Regions from separate parts of the Sus scrofa genome. Here all the other regions are linked to region 1. The links are chromatin contacts, called in public promoter capture Hi-C maps. All regions are on one chromosome and are shown on one strand. The core of a region is the stretch at or near the end of the contact, and the rest is flanking DNA. Distances in the headings are between cores, read along the strand shown. Region 1 holds the start of SUOX (sulfite oxidase). Region 2 holds the start of SARNP (SAP domain-containing ribonucleoprotein). Region 3 holds the start of CD63 (CD63 antigen).

Region 1 (3,539 bases), core at 922-3,421:
CCTGCGTTGCTGTGGCCCCTAGCCTGGGAACTTCCATATGCTTTGATCATGACCCTAAAAAGCCAAAAAAAAAAAAGCCAGAATGGGTAGTGGTCTATGAACTTCTGGGCAGACAAGTGACGAGATTGGAGGGAGAGGCGGTATTTTTGAATTAACATTTTTGATTGATAATGTGGCTACTATCTCATTAGGAAATTCCGCTCTTGTTTCATACTAGAAGCCCTCAATCCATCAAAATCTAAGTGGAAGTGGATAGGGGGAGAATGACACAAAGAAGTGATTAATTAACATCTGTAGGAGGAGTTTTCAATTCCAAAGGATCTGAAGGACAGACACCACGACAGCCTAGTATTCAGCCCTGTCTTTGACAGCTTACCAGCTGTGGCCTCAAGTTATTTAGCTGCTCTCTGCCTCAGTGTCTTCTGTAAAATGAAGAAAAGTTGAGATTTAAAAGATTAATTATATAAAGTATGTGTGTGGCTTTATGTAAGGTGACATTCTTAGGCAAAAGTCTCATTCCATGGCTTCAGATAGTCCATAACTGACTTCTCTGTATCTTTGGGCTGAGACTTTTTTTTTTTTTTTTTTTTGTCTTTTTGCCTTTTCTGGGGCCGCTCCCACGGCATATGGAGATTCCCAGGCTAGGGGTCTAAATCAGAGCCAATGCTGCCGGCCTACTCCAGAGCCACAGCAACGTGGGATCGACCTACACCACAGCTCATGGCAATGCTGGATCCTTAACCCACTGAGCAAGGCCAGGGATCGAACCTGAAACCTCATGGTTCCTAGTTGGATTTGTTAACCACTGCACCACTACAGGAACTCCCTAAGACTATTTTTAAGACTGCTATAGTAGGTTGGGTGTCAGATCTCTGATGATTTAATTATACACAGTTCATTTGGGGATCTTTCTTTTTCCAGAAACTTTAACGCCAAAATCACCTTTGCATTGTCAATTCCTCTTTCGGTTTATCTCTTAGCGCTCCTCCCACAGCTCCTTCATTCCTAGTGAAAGCTCTTAGGAGAGCAGAAAGGGAGGGGAACTGATTTTCCAAAATTAAAGATGAAGACCTTCACTTAAGGCTGTAGCTCAACCTTCTAGTCTCCAGAGGGCAGTGTGGATACGTTTGCCCCAGGTTCACTGCTAGCCAATGACAAGATTTCACTTCGGGGCCAAATGATAAAAGGGTAATAGCAAACAATGTTCTATTATGCCCTTTACTCTGAGATTATGAGCACTTACAATGTTCCCCTATTTTGGGGTGTTAAAATGTCATTTCTCTTATTAAGTAACGATTTTTAAAAAATTGACCACTAAGCAAAAAGAAAAAAAAAAAGGTGGCTATTCAGTGTTGGTTCTATAATCTGGGGAGAAATTAAACTAGTCTGAAGAATCTCTTTGAATTGTTATGTAGACCCCATTTCTGCTCTCGTTCCTGGATATAAGAGAATTGAGCACTTGCTCTTGTTTCCTCTAAAATACAAACAGGGCAGGAGTTCCCGTCGTGGCTCAGCGGGAACGTATCCTTGAGGGGGCAGGTTCAATCCCTGGCCTCGGCAGTGGGTTAAGGAGTCTACTTGCGGTGAGCTGTGGTGTAGGCCAGCGGCTACAGCTCCGATTCCACCACTAGCCTGGGAACCTCCATAGGCCGCGGATGAGGCCCTAGAAAGACAAAAGACAAAAAAAAACAAAACAAAACACAGGGCTGTTGCAGTTGCAACACAGACGTTTGTGAAAAACAAGATAAGAGGCGGAGCTCACCCCCCCCCCGCCCCCGGGAGAAAGCCGTCTGAATCCCGAGGCCTCTAGTGAAAGCACTTGTGTCTCAGATAGCTGGGAGGGGAGCACTTGTGTCTCAGATAGCTGGGAGGGGTAGGGACATCCCTCAGCCCAACCTCTGGGCGTCCTCATCACTTTGCACTGCCCCGAATTCCGGACGTCCTTCTCCGGCGGGGTAAAAGCAAAAACTTACCGTTCTAGTTCCGAGCCCAGGTGGCATCCCCGCCTGCCTCGGCCTCCAGGAGGCGGGGCACAGCAGCAGGGAGGCGGTCTATGGCCCGCCAATGACTTGGGGACGAGCAGAGGGGCGAGAGTGGTCCTTTACTCTAGCCCAACGTCACGGCGCAAGCCCCGCCCCCTCGCCGACTGCGGCTGGGCGCTGAGCGGGTGAAAGAACCACGGTGCGGACGGCGAACCCGGTAAGGAACCTGGGGCCGGGAGGAGGCAGGACTAGTAACCGGGAGGAGGCAGGACTAGTAACCTGGGCAGGGGCGGCGCGGGGTCGGGGGTGGTGTTGGTCCTCAGGGGTGCTCCGAATCCCAAGGACAACAAAACTGCTAGTCCCCGCCTCCACTACCGCTAGCCGAGTGTTCCTGGGGCCGCGGGGTGTTGCTACTAGACACTCCTGGGCCAGCTGTTGGGCGACATGGAACCGGGTGCTTGTGTCTTGGTGCTGAACACATCCATATTCTACCAAATTTTTCCTCTGGGGAGTGACTGGCGACTACCCGCACAAGGCGGTGCCATCTGTTTAGCGGCAGACTGCCTCTCCCAAACCTGGGATACTGGGCTGACCGAGTCTGCCTGCAAGTCAGTCCTACCTATGCAGCTCCAGTCTGCTTTTAGTAGGCTGCTGGGATTGAGGAAAGGTGGCAGGGAGAGTGAGGGTTCTAAGGCCCAGGAGTAAAATGCAGACTCCACTCCTATTTCTAGCTTCCTCCTAGTGTCTCTGCCAGCACCCCTCTTTAGCATCTCGTCAGCAATTCTGCCTCTTCTCACCCCTCCCCGCTTTGGCCCTCCTGGGGTCAGTGATCTGCTCAGTGCTTTAAGGAAGAAACTGCGCAAGCCAGCGCAGAAAAATTACCTTCTTCCGTCTCTAGCCCGTCCCCTGACACCCTGGACATTAACTCCTCGATCTGCTGAGCTCACTGGAATGGCCAGGCCAGGTAGGGGTGGGAACCCCCGGTTGGGGCCCAGTTCCCAGCCAGGTTCAATTTTTATTTATTTTTTTAGGGTGGGTGGAGGGAGAGGAGGGAAAGGCCTTCAATGACAGTGTTATTACTTGTTGGCTCATCACAGCAGTTCTGCTAGGTAGGTCTCATTTGACAGATGAGGACACAAGTTCAGAGAGGCTTGGTATCTTGCCCAGGAACAGGGCTGGTCAATGGCAGGGCTAGTTTCACAAACACAAAGCGTTGACTCCAAAATCCAAGCTCCTCACCCCATCAGGCTGCCACTATCTTTTTCACCTTTTTGTGTCTAAGTCAGTATACCCCTCAGTTGTCCTCTGCTGAATTTAGAAATAATGAACAGGCAAACTGAGCCTCTGCCTTTTAGACCTTTGGCCCCCATTGTTCTCTGTAGTGGACAAAGTAGAGAGTGGAGGGCGGGAGATAGGTAATTCTAGGAGACCCCCTCCCACCCCCTTATTCCTTTCCATCCTGTCAGCATAGTCTGTCTCCAGAGTTCTCCAGGTTTTCTATAAGGACCCATTTGGACCCTCACTCCCATTCTTTGGCCTCAATACCACAGAAAAAAG
Region 2 (3,150 bases), core at 210-2,709, 130 kb before region 1:
GCTATCAAGATTCCCAAGACCCAACTTAAAACGGCTTCTGTGATTGAGTGTCACCCAGTGGTGACACCAAGAGATGCAGGGTCCACCTGCGATATGAATTGGGACAGAGGTAACCCTAGCCTTGGAAATATTTTCCCAAAATATTACAGCTCTGAGTAAGCCATCTTCCAGGTGGGATGTGGGGGTGGGAGGGAGGCTGGCAGACGGAGAACTGAGAGAACTCAAAACTTGTCAATCTGGAGTATCTGCCTTCACTACCTCTTTAGGTCTCCTAAAGTCCAGGGCTCTAAGGGGTTGGCCTATCTTCGGAGGCCTCTCCTCAGGTTTCAAAGTTCGCCCGGGGGCGTCCGACCACCTAAAACAAGGGGGTGGAAGCATTTTCTGGGTCAAGTTTGAGACCTAGCTAGAAACAGACCAAGTGCCATCATCTGCTACCGGGAATCTAAGCTTTGGACAACAGAAAAGCGCCAACCCAGGGAAGAAAAAGGGGTCTAGAGCCCGGCTCGGGGCCAAGAGGGGACCACTGACGTAATCCCGTCTGAAGAGAAACAAGAGAAGAGGTTGAAGGCACTTACACGACCCGGTGGGAGAAGTGTCGGACGACACAACGCTGGAGGAGGGAGCTGAAGTAACAAGTAAAGATACAGGAAAATCGTGAGGTGAAATGGGAAATCAGGGAAGGCGTAGTGGGAAAGGAGGAAGGCACAAAAGAACTACGGAGGGAGCCAGGAAAAGAAGTGAAAGAGCCTGAAAGGAGAATATTCAGGAAAAGGCGCAAGCCAGCCGGCAGAATTCGGCCTCCGGAAAAGTCCGACCCGGCCCTTCCCCCTTCCCGGTACCTTCAGCTTATGGAGCTCCACCGTCTCGGTCGCCATCTTGTTACCCCTCCACTCCGCCAGGCCCCCACCCGCTGCCTCCGCCTCCGGGCGCTCCCGCCTCGGCGCCGACAGCCAAGGCCAACCAATCGCTGTGGCTCTTACTCCCGCCTCCTACCATCAATTCTTCCCATTAGTCAAGAGCTGGCGTCGCCCTCACCCCTCCAAGCGGCTTTCTCCACCTCTCTCAAAAGGCGGAACGGGGAGTAGGGCGGGTTCGGCACTTTACGAAAGACGGAAATGGCGATCAATTGTGAGTCCGTATGGCAGACCGGCAGCCAATGGGTGGTAGCGGCGCTGACTCTGCTCCACCAATAGGGAGAGCGCAGATGGCCGGGGCGGCTGCTTCCTGGAGACCGCAGGTGTAGGAGGAAGAAGCAGAGCGCCCCGAGCCGGACGGGCTTCTGAATCTGGCAGGTAAGGGTTCTGAGAAATTAGAAATGGGTCCTAAGGAAAAATGGTGGGAGGCGGAGGAAGAAGGAGGCCGGGGGTGGGGGGTGAGGGGTGGGTGGCGGCGGCGAACTACAGACCGAGAGTGGAGTGCTGAAGACTACGCTGAGAGCCGAAGAAGAAAGCTGGGAGGAGCAAGGGGCGGGTTCAATACCAGAGTTTAGGGAATTATAGGTAGAGGGCGGAGAGAGCTGCTTGCTAACCAGGCGTCATCAACTTTACGGCTAGCACGATTTTAAAGGGCCAAGTTCAGACCATCAGGGCTCCCCCTGGAGTTGGGACCATCTCTCGAAACACTCAGCTCAGGTCTCTTCCAAATTCAGCGCCAAAGCCCTGGGCACATTCTTGCAGCACCCCACACTTGAAAGAAGGAATTGGGATGCCGCCTGCTTACATGCCAAAGACATGAGTGACAGGACGGGGCGAGCCCCAGAGGAAAAGATAGAGATTAGATTAGAAAAAGTAGCTTTACCCTCCCATCCCTCCTTAATGGTGGTTCCTTGGTTGTTTTCCATGATACTCTTTTACAATTTTGGGTGTACTGTAATGTCTTCATTGTTCCTTATTAACTTCTTAAGGAAAGTAATACCCGTCCCCAAGCCTGGGCTTACTCCAAGTTACATTTAAAGGGCTCAGAAGAAAGTTTACCATACTATGTCTCCAAGATGTAAAAAGGACTCTTCTTGCCTTGTAAATTTTTCCTCCCGAGTCTTCAGTTTTTCTTTGTGCATGATGGGGAAGTCCTTTCATCCCCAGTACAATCCAGGGGATTTTGGCTCTTTAGGAGACAACTTGGAGGAACAGACGCAGAGGGGTTGAGAGGAGATTAAGTTGGACTCCTACCTGATCCCCCACTGTGGTAGGATGAATGTGGGGGTGGCACACAGCGAAGTAAACCCCAACACTCGAGTGATGAATAGTCGGGGCATCTGGCTGGCCTACATCATCTTGGTAGGACTGCTGCATGTGGTTCTACTCAGCATCCCCTTCTTCAGCATTCCTGTTGTCTGGACCCTGACCAACGTCATCCATAATTTGGTAAGCACTAAACCATGCCCTTTTACCCACTCTACGCCTTTCCCACTCAAAAACAAAATCACCAGTTATTTGGGATTTCTGTCTTCCTTTGGGGAACTTAGCATACATACTTCTTGGGCTGAAGACTACTTTCTGCCCTCCTCACACTTACCCCTTCCTCCTACCAGGCTATGTATGTTTTCCTACATACGGTGAAAGGGACACCCTTTGAGACTCCCGACCAAGGAAAGGCTCGGCTACTTACACACTGGGAACAGATGGACTACGGGCTCCAATTTACCTCTTCCCGCAAATTCCTCAGCATCTCTCCTATTGTACTGTGAGTCCAGGGGGAGATATGGGAGATGGTTTAAGAGCCTGGTACAAAGGCCCACAGGGAAGCTTTAAAAAAAGCAGACTACACGGAGTTCCTGTCGTGGCATGGTGGAAACGAATCCGACTAGGAACCATGAGGTTGCAGGTTCGATCCCTGACTTTGCTCAGTGGGTCAAGGATCCGGCATTGCCGTGAGCTGTGGTGTAGGTCACAGATGCAGTTCGGATCCCATGTTGCTGTGGCTCTGGCGTAGGCCAGTGGCTACAGCTCCAATTAGACACCTAGCCTGGGAACCTCCATATGCCTCGGGTGCGACCCTAGAAAAGACAAAAAGACAAAAAAAAAAAAAAAAAAAAAAACAACCTAATTTATAAAAGTTGCTGATTATCTCCCCGATCCCAAAGTAAATATTGTTATAGCTGGAAAATTTTCAGATATCCTAGGACTATGTGCAGTAAAATTGATCATTTAA
Region 3 (3,127 bases), core at 190-2,689, 220 kb before region 1:
GGCCGGCCATTCTCGATCCCAAACAGTCTCAAAGATCCCTGCTTTGAGCTGGAGGAGGCGATGGCCGCGCTGCCCTCGGCCGTTAGCCGGGAGTTCCTTCCACATCTGCTCTCCAGCTGCCTTCCTTCTTGACCCCTCAGCCGTCAGCACTCCCGAGCCAGTTCTCCCCGCACCCTGCCAGCGCGCCCCCATCGTCCCCGCTCCCCACTCACGCAAAAGGCCAGCAGAAGAACGTAGAGCAAGAACTTGACACATCTCATTCCTCCTTCCACCGCCATGGCTGCCTGGCCTGGGGCACAGGGGAGGGCAGGGGGATTAGAACCGGTCGAAGGGGTATCCGGGCTTCGGAGCGCCCTGCCGGCCCTCGAGACCTCCCCTGCGCGGCCCCCATTCCCGGCCCCTCCCACCCGGAAACCCGCGGTCAGATCCACGTCTCCCAGCCCCCTCTTCTCCCTGCAGGAGAGGGGTGGGGGCGCCCGTCGCCCAGCCCGGACCCCGCCCCGCCGCGTCCCTGGCCCCGGACTGATCCAAGGGCGCCCGCTGGGGCCAGGGCTGGACGCCCACCCTGGGCCCGCCAGCCCCCAGGTGTTAAACACCCCCTCCCCACCCAACCAGCCCCCCAAAATTGTCCTCAGCTCTAGCCCGATCCCCAGGCCACTTTCCCCTGGGCTCTGACCACCGCCAAAAATAAGTGCGTCCCGCGCTCCGCATCCCACCCCTCCCGGGCCTCCGGAACTTTCCAAAGTTGCAAAGTTGCGAGGGCCTCGGGAGCAGCGGGGGAGCGAAGCCGATCTTCAGAGGCCCGGAGCGAGGCCCTGAGCGGGGAGCGGCTGGCGATTCCCCCCAACACCCCGACGCCAGAGCCGGAGCGGGCTCCGCGGCCTCACCTGGGCTCCCCGAGGCTGTGCGCTGCACTCCCGCCGCGGCTCAGGGGCTCTCTAGCTGCGCCCCCCGGCTCCGGCCCCGCCCGGCGCGCGGCCCCGCCCCGGCTCCATCCGCAGCCCCCTCCCCCGCCGAGTAGCCGCCAGCCTCCCTCATGTGACGCGAGAACAGCTGCGGCCTGAGTCACCCGGCCTGCAGGAGGAAGGCCGAGACCCCGGCCGGGTCAAGGCCACGTGGCCCCTGCCTGGAAGACGGCGCCCACCCCCCGCAAAGGGAGGGCACCAAGGGCAAGACCCCGGGGTGCCTGGGTTCTCCTGGCTTCCCCAGCCCCGTGCCAACTCGGGGTAGGAGAGGGGGACCAGGCGCCGCCTGCTTTTCTTTGGCTCAGGCAAACGGGGGAGACGTGTGAGAGCTAAAGGAGGGATGAGCGGCCCAGAGGAACCCTCTGTGCACCCAGCCCGGGCGGCGGAGCTGAGGCGAGGGGACAAGATGGTCTTCAAGAGGCCTCCTCATCCTCCACCCAGAGCCCACTCCCTTCCTCTCGCTCCAACTCTGTTCCAGCCCCTCACCCCTTCCCCGAGTCAGTAGAGGGCGCTGTTGGGTCCCTGGGATAGGGTGGGTCGCGAATAAACACTTTTAGAAAGTCCCTGGCTTCACATCCTGGGGGTCCCCCACCATTCTAGAAGGGGTGTTCCTTCTCTCCGCTCCCATTGTTAGTCCATTCTCCATTTTGTAGGATTCCGGAGGAGTGAGCGGAGAAATAGAGGAAGCCTTTCCCAGGACATCCCACCCCGTCAGTCATGATGCGTCATGAATGAGGTCCCTCCCTCCACTCCCGGATCAGCCTGTTACCCGGGAGGCGTGCCGAGGACACTTAGGCGAGCACAGCACGTATTCCCTGCATTTTCCTCGCCCGTCCTGGACAGCCCAGGGGCAAAGCCTGGAGAGGACTGGAAGGTGAGGGGGGGGTGGGCTCCAGAAGAAACTGTGTGAACGGGGCAAGGACGGAACCAGCCACCACACCGCTGCCCGCCCAGCCTGAACCCACCCCTTGCGTTTTTCTGGTCCTGCCTGAAGAACCATTTCCTGAGCTGTGGTGTGTGTACACAAAGAAGGAAGGAAACTTTAAGAGCAAAAGGAAGGCGCACTGGGCTGGGCTGGGCTGAGAACCAGTTTCCAGGATCACTATCTTCAAGCGAAACACACCAAGCCCCTTCTGGACATTGCTCCCCAGTTATCACCTGCAGGCAGGCTGGGGAGGAGGAGCCAAGACTCCGAAGAAAGGAGTATTCCTCTGTTTCTGCCAGGCATGTGCTGGGCACAGGGCCAGCGAGGTGAGGAAGTTGATGGCCCTGTCCTCTGCCAGCAGGCAGAACCAAGCCCACACTGTGAATAGACGCAGAAACCCCTGGTGGCAGCTGGACTAGCTCAGAGGGAGGGGCAGGAGGTGCCGATGCCCCAGAGGGAAAAAGAAAAAGATTTCACAGAGGTGGGTGGTGCTCTCCCAGGGGAGCTTGGCGAATAAAAGGGCAAGCATCAGTTCCAGTGCCAAGGAAAGGGCCAGGTGTAAAAGAGGAGTCGTTTTGTTTATTTATTTATTTATTTTTAATTTTTGTCTTTTCAGGCATACGGAAGGTCCCAGGCTAGGGGTTGAGTCAGAGACAACCACAGCAACGCCAGATCCGAGCGGTGTCTGCAACCTACACCACAGCTCACGGCAAGGCCAGATCCTTCACCCACTGAGCCGAGCGAGGACTGGGATTGAACCGCATCCTCATAACTAGTTGGGTTCATTACTGCTGGACCACAATGGGAACTTCCAAAAAAGGAGTAGTTTTAAAAGTCCATGGCAGGGAGTTCCCACTGTGGCTCAGTGGGTTAACAAACCCAACTAGTAACCATGAGAATGTGGGTTTGATCCCTGGCATTGCTCGGTGGGTTAAGGAGCCGGCGTGGCCTTGAGTTGTGCGAATGTAGCCCTAAAAAGCAAAAACACAAACTCTTTTTTAATTTAAAAATAAAGTCCATGGCAGATTGGGATTGGCCAGCTGCCTCACAGGGCTGGGGAAGGATGTGGTGACAGATGGACGGGAGGGAAGCTGGTCTGAAGTCAAATTGAGAAACTTTAGGAGTTAGCATCGTCGTGGCACAGCGGAAATGAATCTGACTAGGAAACATAATGTTGAAGTTTCAATCCCTGGCCTCGCTCAGTGGGTTAAGGATCTGACGTTGCAGTGAGCTGTGG

Evidence for each region. Promoter capture Hi-C pulls out the DNA fragments that hold promoters and counts their contacts.
Region 2: a contact with region 1 is called in a promoter capture Hi-C map of fetal skeletal muscle, with 2.3 times the contacts expected there. The contact joins the promoter of SARNP here to the promoter of SUOX in region 1. A contact is called at or near these places in 1 of 5 promoter capture datasets (fetal skeletal muscle) and 1 of 2 datasets of contacts at active chromatin or transcription factors (alveolar macrophages).
Region 3: a promoter capture Hi-C map of liver shows a contact between it and region 1, with 5 times the contacts expected there. The contact joins the promoter of CD63 here to the promoter of SUOX in region 1. A contact is called at or near these places in 3 of 5 promoter capture datasets (fetal liver and liver), 1 of 47 Hi-C or Micro-C datasets (embryonic fibroblasts) and 2 of 2 datasets of contacts at active chromatin or transcription factors (alveolar macrophages and skeletal muscle).

Annotation. Positions count from the first base shown.
Region 1 is chr5:21,393,128-21,396,666 of Sscrofa11.1, forward strand. It overlaps SUOX (sulfite oxidase), which reads left to right and starts at 2,172. Exons shown (of 4, transcript NM_001244498.1): 1 at 2,172-2,199. LOC110260685 (a long non-coding RNA gene) reads right to left here and starts at 2,051. Exons shown (of 2, transcript XR_002343979.1): 1 at 1,974-2,051; 2 at 1-422.
Region 2 is chr5:21,260,978-21,264,127 of Sscrofa11.1, forward strand. It overlaps SARNP (SAP domain-containing ribonucleoprotein), which reads right to left and starts at 1,460. Exons shown (of 11, transcript XM_003126256.4): 1 at 840-1,460. The coding sequence starts at 875. It overlaps ORMDL2 (ORM1-like protein 2), which reads left to right and starts at 1,157. Exons shown (of 4, transcript XM_003126257.5): 1 at 1,157-1,292; 2 at 2,110-2,363; 3 at 2,531-2,682. The coding sequence starts at 2,190. LOC106510299 (a long non-coding RNA gene) reads right to left here and starts at 833. Exons shown (of 3, transcript XR_001308700.2): 1 at 259-833.
Region 3 is chr5:21,174,786-21,177,912 of Sscrofa11.1, forward strand. CD63 (CD63 antigen) reads right to left here and starts at 1,440. Exons shown (of 8, transcript XM_005663878.2): 1 at 888-1,440; 2 at 213-289. The coding sequence starts at 278. It overlaps LOC106510300 (basic proline-rich protein-like), which reads left to right and starts at 277. Exons shown (of 2, transcript XM_013997622.1): 1 at 277-585; 2 at 654-1,064. The coding sequence starts at 277. The coding sequence ends at 1,064. LOC102162669 (a long non-coding RNA gene) reads left to right here and starts at 1,108. Exons shown (of 2, transcript XR_303407.3): 1 at 1,108-1,226; 2 at 1,619-2,454.